Regions from separate parts of the Mus musculus genome. Here region 2 is linked to region 1. A link is a contact called in public Hi-C data. All regions are on one chromosome and are shown on one strand. Each heading gives the region's core, a stretch centred on a gene start, on an enhancer-like site or on the middle of the called end of the contact. The rest is flanking DNA. Distances are from core to core; before and after follow the strand shown. Region 1 has its middle 110 kb from the start of Gm26263. Region 2 overlaps Pax3 (paired box 3).

The links. Hi-C and Micro-C count contacts between places; a contact is called where the count stands out from the background.
Region 2: a Hi-C map of the N1E-115 cell line shows a contact between it and region 1, with 2.4 times the contacts expected there. The contact joins two enhancer-like sites. A contact is called at or near these places in 5 of 484 Hi-C or Micro-C datasets (the 3T3-L1 cell line, the HPC-7 cell line, the N1E-115 cell line and 2 more) and 1 of 115 datasets of contacts at active chromatin or transcription factors (embryonic stem cells).

Annotation. Positions count from the first base shown.
Region 1 is chr1:78,006,260-78,010,316 of GRCm38.p6, reverse strand. No RefSeq gene overlaps it. Among named protein-coding and RNA genes, the nearest start is that of Gm26263, 110 kb to the right of the region's middle. Within about 2 kb of position 2,381, at least 8 of the 459 cell types and tissues checked have an H3K27ac peak or open chromatin away from gene starts, as enhancers often do. A contact at or near this core is called in the N1E-115 cell line, where this site is marked.
Region 2 is chr1:78,145,941-78,150,030 of GRCm38.p6, reverse strand. The region is part of intron 4 of Pax3 (paired box 3); the gene reads left to right. Among named protein-coding and RNA genes, the nearest start is that of Pax3, 49 kb to the left of the region's middle. Within about 2 kb of position 2,825, at least 14 of the 459 cell types and tissues checked have an H3K27ac peak or open chromatin away from gene starts, as enhancers often do. A contact at or near this core is called in the N1E-115 cell line, where this site is marked.

The sequences.
Region 1 (4,057 bases), core at 1,132-3,631:
GGCTTGTGCCACCACTGCCCAGCAATGCCATGTCTTTTGTATATAGGATTTTCATGGGAATGACTAAAGAAAAAAAAAAAAAAAACGGGCGTCAGGAAGGGAATTTTCAGATCATGTTGGGATTCATATATAGCAGTCACATCTCTAAGGAGCACAGTGATAAAGAAATGCTTTAACTCTGTAGCTTTCTTTAACATAACAGTTAATGAACCATAACAGCACAGTGAGGGACCGCAGCACGCGGGGAATTCTATTCCCTAGACTGCCTGCATCGTCTTCAGACTTGCTCAGTGTCTACATTCCTAGGCAGAATCCTGTCTCAGTCACAGAAAATGTTGAAGGCTGTGTGTTTGATATGCACTAAGTACACAAAATGAAGGAAATGGATTATGAACTAGAAAATTCTATATCTCTCTTCTCTTTTCTCTTCTCTTCTCTTCTCTTCTCTTCTCTTCTCTTTTCTTTTCCCTTTCTTTCTTTCTTTCTTTCTTTCTCTTTCTTCCTTCCTTTTTTCTTTCTCTTTCTTATCTTTCTCTCTCTCTCTCTCTCTCTCTCTCTCTCTCTCTCTCTCTCTTTCTTTCTTTCTTTCTTTCTTTCTTTCTTCCTTTCTGGTAAAATGAGCCAATGGACACTTTTTCACTTTGAAAGTTCTCTCCAAAATTTTAACATGCCATCATGCCAGCATCAGGGACCAAACTGAATAGAGACTAGAAATATACAGTCATCTTGGATCCTTCCTCGCTTGTTTGCACAGCTCTTCAAAGATTCAGTCTGATTTATGACCCATCTGAAATAAGAGAGTTTTTATTAACAAGTCAATCATGATATTGTTAAATGCTAAATAAAATCTACTGTGGGTATCGGATGAGAAAATGTACTGTCAGTGAGCGGTATATTTCAAGTCCCACCAAAATGGAATTCACATGAAATTTTATGTGCTTCAGAATAGAATAACCCTGATTCATGCAGGGAGATCTTAAACGCTAATGTATGCATATTTATGGAACGCAGAGCTGACACTTGGCACGCTGCCTCCCCAGGACTGCTTCTGTAAACCTCAATAAGACCCACCTGTTGCCGCTTCCACGAGCCCTCTGCAAACTCGAGGCATGCAAAGTACCCAGGGCCGCCTTTCCAGTGCGATTTGCAGAAACCGGTCCTATTACCTTGGACACACACCAGAGAAAACAAAATAGCTCAAAGCCATGGGAGAGAAAGAAGAGAAGTGGGCTTACTAAGTCAATATCCTGCTTCCCTTCACAGCTACTTTTTCACAGGGAAAATGGCTGCCATCACTGTGTGGTCCTTGCCTGAGATTGTGGACACTTTTCTAACTACACTGCGCACCCGTGTGCCTACGACAGAGGCTGCGTCTCACTATGTCCATGCGGGGGCGCTCTTTTGCAGTCTCTCTGCAGACCTCAGGAGTCTAAGGTGCGATCAGGAGAGGCACTTCAGTTGCTTCCTTTGTCTGTAACTTTTAAGCTCTAAGAGCTCTGTGAGCTTCCATTTTTTATAGATAGATTATTTTAAAGGAATCTTTCTGTTAAATGGCTTAAAGGCCAAATTAAAAAAAAAAAAAGAAAGAAGGAGAAAAAAAAAAAAAGAAAAAGAAAAAGAAAAAAAGAAAAAGAAAAAGAAAGAAACTTAGTTTTGGCAACCATCCCATATTGCTATAATTCAATATTGTAATTTTTTTTGAGCCACAGCCTCTAAGCACCAAATTATTATTTCGCTATTTTCTTCTGCTCTTCTAAATCCTTATAAAATTTAGAAGCATAGTACATGCTGGTCCCCCACCCCCACCCCCCTGTTCTTGGACAGCCTGCTCCTCAGGCTCTCAGTGGATGTGGCTGGTTTCTTTTTCCCATTTCTTTCAAATTGGGCCCACATGGCCTTCTGACTGAGCAGTCCCTCATAGAGGAAAATGGGATTTTCATCCATGAGAGTAAATTGTTGTTAGGATTGATCTGTTCTAGGGAAACTGGAGTCTGCTTCTTGGTCTCTGGCTACAGTGAAGGAGAAAGTGAATATAAGTGGTCAAGAGGAGAGGGAGAGAGAGAGAGAGAGAGAGAGAGAGAGAGAGAGAGAGACGAAGGATCAGGAGAGAGCATGAGAAATGTATCAACACCTCTGTCTTCTGTGACCCTCCTGTCTGAGACATTAAGTTTAAATATCCAAGTGGGAGATCGGAGGGTAGGTTACGTCACCTTATGGGGACTATCAAGGAATTCCATGACTTCTTTGGTGGTTTCATTTTCCCTTTTGGCGAATTTGTTGCCTCCTGAGCTCTTTTTCTGTTTTAGAACTCTGTGTTATTAAACATCTCTCAAAGCTAGCGTGCCACCAGCATTGGTGGCAGGTTGGTGATGTGGAGACACAAAATCTCTTGCGATACGGTGGTGTTTGCTTGTGTTTGTTTGTATGGGATGCGATGGGGGATCTCTTTCCTGTTGCTTCTCAGTTTCATGACACGGGAGGTTGCAGGGGGAAAAAAATCTCCCTTCAGCATCTCCTTTCACTAAACTCTTGAGGATGAGGAGGCGAAAAGGGGCTTAGTGAGGGGCTATTCTGAGAGAAGGGACATGGCCCAGTTGCTGCCTCCTCCTCTATACTGATACAGCTAACCTCTTATCTTCATCTCCTCCTGCCTGGGTCCTGTATCCTCCGTTGTACTTCATCCTATAAAAGGCACATATCGATGGCTTCCTTGATGCTCTCTTGAAGCCTAAAGACCTTCAGAGTTTTCTGCTCCTAATTTTCCACGTTTTGGATTGGTTTTGTGAGATTGAAAGAAACTTCAAGAAACTCTTTACAAATAGAAACTAGATCTGCCTTTCACAACCAATTTAGGCAAATACCAAGGACACTTGGGAAGTTTATTTAGCTACACAACAATCATCAGGATGGAATGATTTAATCATCTCTCCCGAAATGGAAATTTGAATAATGACATAATCTCCACGTTCAGAAATCTTGAACTGCTTAAACACACGTCCTCTTGGGGTGCAGTCTTCCAGCATCTCACCCACCTGTGCGTTTGGAAGGATTAGCTGAAAAGCTTCAAATTGCACACCACACGGCACGCATGCCATGTGGGAAACACAGCATATAGAAAACAACATTTCTAGCTTTCAAAACAAACATGAAAAGATATTATGCAGGATTGCTCTGGGAAATGAGAGGACGTGATGGATGCTGAGTGGGGAGGGAGACCACGCTGGCCTGGCAGTGGAGATGGCTGGACGGCTGGATAGCTGGACGGCTAGATGGGGTGTCTTTTGATCATCAGCTGATTGGGTGGAGCATCCTGTCAATCTTCCATAACCACCTACAATATGCTCCCATTCTGGATATTTGTGCTTGTCTTTTAGCAGTGAACACTGCCACAAAATATTTTATTTTAGTCGTAGTAGGGTAATTGTTTTTCTTGAATCCCGTGAGAAGCATGCCAGCTAAGCAGTGTCTGGCAGAGACCTTTCCAGTGAAACCTTGAGAGGCTCTGAGAAAGTCCAACCCCAAGGCCCACTTGGGAAATAGAAACTTAAGATGATCAGAAGTTTTGCTGTTTTCCCAAGTGTTTTGATATTTTGTATAATTAGGAAGATCTGGGAGTATGGAAAGAGTTTCTAAAACCTTTGCATTCTCTTGAAAATATTTTACGTGGCTGCCGAGAGAATGCTTTCTTTTCCCTAGTGCTCCTGGCAACCCTTCGCAGTACCTAGGAAATAGAAAAGACATTAAAAACACGGGGCAGGGATACCTTATATGGTTGTATCAGTGCTGAGAGATTTATCTGGGTCTTTCTGGTCACAGTTGTTTCACATAAATGTCAATGATGCTGAAGACTGCCATTTTGTCTCTTTTTTTGGCCCCTTCCTGTGTGCTGGCCAGGGCTCTCTCCTATGCACCGGTGGGATTGCTCAAGGACGAGATCCACAGTTGTTCTTGGAGAATTTGCAACAGCCTGACTCTAAAACATGGCTGCTGGAGTGCTGCCTGATTGGGAACCTTTTGCAGGTGTTATGATATGCTTACCAGGGCCCACATTTTAGTC
Region 2 (4,090 bases), core at 1,576-4,075, 140 kb before region 1:
GAGCAGTGGGCTACTCTTCAAGAAGACCCTGGATAGCATCCCGCAGCTGCTTGGTAGCTCTCAACTGCTGGCAACAGAAGTCCCAGGGAATCTGATGTTCTCTGCTGGTCTCTGTGGGCACCAGTTACACACACAGACATCCGTGCAGACAAAATACCCATATGGATAAGTAAATCAACTAGGGAAAAAGGAAAAAGGAAATGTTAGGGACTCTCATGGGCCAAGGTTTCTTCCGGACTCATGCAAAGGCTTTTCACAAAGCGTCACATTGTCGTGGACTTTTGGACAGTATGCCAAAAGAACCTAGCTTTGTTTTCTTTTAATTGTTTTGCTATTTATTTCGTGACATGGTTCTACTAGATAATCCAGGTGAGATTGAGCCGGATGCTAGTTTTCACCTCCTTGAAAAGGGATCCACAAATTATAAAAGCTTTAGCACACCCCTCCCAAACAAAAAACAAAACAAAACAAAACAAAACAAAACAAAACAAAACAAAATATGGATTTTCTTCTGATAGCAGACTGGAACGTTTTCAATTTGTTTTGAAATAGAAGAAACACATCCTCGTTGACAGATATGTAGGATACTGGAGGTTGGTGCAAAAACAAACAACAAAAAAAAGTGCTTAAGTCATAAAACTGGAGACAAGGGACAGTTGACAGATATGTAGGATACTGGAGGTTGGTACAAAAAAAGTGCTTAAGTTGTAAAGCTGGAGACAAGGGACAGTTTACTTCCTTGAGGGTAAGGTGCTTCTGCTGGTATCTTCCCTCATTCAAAGAAAGAAACTAGAAGTCTGTGACAAACATAGGCAACTGTCTGAAATCAGAAGGTCTCATACCCTCTAGGGATTTTTTGTTTTTTTAAATGGGGTCTCTTAGCCTGAGCTGGCCTCAAACTTGCTAGGTAGCCTAGGGTGATCTTGAAATCCTAGCCTTTCTGTTTCTGCCTCCCTACTTCTGAGATTACACCACCACATTCGGCCCTTGTGTTCTGTCCAGTGTAAGGGCTCACATACCTACCTCCTCTTTAGTTTAAGGAAAGAACGGTGGTGGTGAGGGGAAGCATTTTTTTGTGACCCTTCTAGAAACACCCTCACACTTCCCCCTTCCTGGCAACTGCTGAAACAGAGAAGAGCAGAAGAGCATCTGTACCTGTAATCTGGGTTGCCTCTAAAATGACCTGCAGTCCTCTGAAAGATTAGAATAGAGCATACCCCTTTTCTGATGCCATATGATACCATCAGCCCGTCCCTCTTCTGAGAACTCTCTGGCAGTGTACAGTCAAAACAGCCAGCGAGCTCTGATATGCAAAGCCATTTCTCTTAGAATGACCTTGGATCATTGTAATAGTTTGCAAAATTATTCAACCGCCAAGCAAGGAGACAAGTTCCCTCTAAACCTGATAGCAGGGAGCAGAGCCCCGTGGTTGGATTTTGGTTTTTTTTCCCCCCTCCTCTAAGCTTCCTAGTTGCTTTGACTGTTTGACTCTTGAAAATGAAACAAGTACCCCTGGGGACACAGAGCCAAAACCTTGTACAAATTCAAGGAAGTGGCCAATCAGAGAAATGAACCTGGTCGCATCAAGAGTTGACATGTAAGTTTTAGTCACAGTTCAATGAGGAAGGAAAGTTGGCACACACATGGGAAATACTAATGTTCTTGGCAGTTCAAGGAAGGGAGACAGGGAGAGCAAAGGAGGGAGGGAGGGAGGGAGAGAACAAGCAGGGAGGAGAGAGGGAAGGAGAGGAGGGAGGTCTTTAGTGGCTGGTCAGTCCAGGTAAGACTATGGAACTAGGTTTTTAGGGCTACATACAACACTGTGATAAAGACAGGCAGAAAGAAATTCTGGGCTAGGGACACAGTAGGGCAGGCTAGGAGCCAAGATGTGACTAAGCCTTGGTCTTTTGGACAGTCACACAAAGGTTTCTGGAAGTCAGTTTGTTCTAGTCCACTGATAAATTAAAAGCATACCAAAAGTTTTGTCTACATGCTCAGTTTTATGGTAATCATTAGCCCTCTACATTTTAAAGCTAATAATACTCAAATATTAATTTTATTTCTTATAAAATTGATTACTAATGATCATTATTTGACCATAGGTAGGATTTGAATGAAAAGACAAAATCTGTGATTGATACAAAGGAATAGAGGACCCCATATAATTTCTGGCTGTGTTTGAGTGAAGATGGCTTATTTTTGTAACTCTATTATCTAGCTGACTTGCTGAAATTTTGAGCAAGTTTCTTTTAAATACATCAAGTATCAGCTTCATTTAAAAAAAAAAAAACAAGATGGGAACCTCTAGCCCACAAGGCTATATGAAGAGCTAAGGGGAAACGAAACTTTAGATAGAAGAAATAAAAAATAACCTTATTATAAAGATTAGTTCTTAAAATGATTGATACAGTGTATGTGCGTATGTGTGTGTCGTGTGTGTGTGTGGTTGTGTGGTTGTGTGGTGTGTGTGGTGTGTGTGTGTGGTTGTGTGGTTGTGTGTGTATGTGTGTATGTGTGTGCATGATTTTTATTTTTTTTCTGGAGCGCAGTCGAGTGCAATACACTTCGATTTATTTCCTTAAGTCCTGAGCTGGGGCTTCTTTGGTGGAAGGAGGTACTTGCTGCTGCTGCTGACTGAAGAATAGAAGTCAATGAACCATCCAGTCCAAGCCAATTACTGATTTGACTGTGAGGTAAAGTGGAGATAGATAGAGATTAGAATCGGAAGGTCTAGGTAGGGAATTTAAGGAGGCATGAGGAATCTCTTTCAATTCACCAAACCTCCATGTTGTGGTTCGATGTATACTTTCAGAAGAGTCCCTGACAATCCTTGAGGTGATTTTTAAAGTTTTAGGACAAGCAGCCTTCAGGATAAAACAAGAGTGCCTTGAGAGAGCCTATAGAAAGCAATTTGAAATTGTGGTCAGTCCCTGGTTTTCTTCTTGCCATTTAATTATGTTGCTAATTATCGGGGCTGTTGTCTTCCTTCACTAGCCACTGGGCTCAGGCTTACACAGGTCATTAACACACTCTTCCTGTTCTGGCTTCTTCTATTCTGAAGAAGAAGGCGGCTGGAGAGCACTCCTCCCACATAATTGCAACCCTGCTAGAAATGGGGGATAGGGAGGGATGGCCGTAATTAACAGTCACCTCTGATGACTCAGGCCTTAAAGCTGTGGCCTATGTGTAGGGAGGCTAGGAGAGGTGAATGAGCATGCTCATTTGGACAGGTTCCATACCCTCACTATAGAAGCATCTTTCTGGTTGCCCTCCAACAGAGGTGAGTACGGATCCCATTAACTGCGCATTAACTGCAGCTGTAGGTGTTGGGGACATAGGGGAGAGGTGCTCCACAGCCTCAAAATACGAACACCAACTCTGACACATCTCCAGTTACTCCTAAAATAACAAAAGTCGATTCTTTTGTGGGTTGCTGGAAGACTTTCGTTTGTTTTATAGCATGCCCCTTGTCAAGAAAGCTTTAAAAAAACCTTACATGTTATTAACAATATACACAAAACCAAAGAGCGGATAAAAACACAGTGCTGTAGTCTGACCCTATGTTGTGTGGCTCTGTCATCCATTTATATGATTTAATCATCTAGTTTAAAATCATACTGGTTGTTCTTCATGCTGCTGCTGCTGTTGTTTCTGATTTTCAGACACCACCTGGATTTTCTTTTATAATGTTTTTTTTTATAATATGGGAACAGAAATAGTGAAATATCATAATTTATAACTTTGCTCATGACACTTTGGAGATGAACAATGAGACTAGACTGTAAACTGCACCATGCAGTGGTATCTTTAAATTCTGGCTTCTGTCCTGATAGATCCCTGAGTGACTATAGTCAGGTCACTGGAGGCTATGGGTGGGACCATTTTTTTTGGACCAGGACACATCAGGCTCTCAAATTTCTAATCCTCCTTCTTTGGAACAGACACACTATGCTAACTCCAAAACAGTTGTTCTCAGAAACTGATGGAGAAAAAAAAATATGGCTGTGGTCAGTCTACTGACTCTGAAACCACTTATTTATTGCCTTACTATTAATTATTTTCTAGAAATAAAAAGACTCTAATCGTCTCC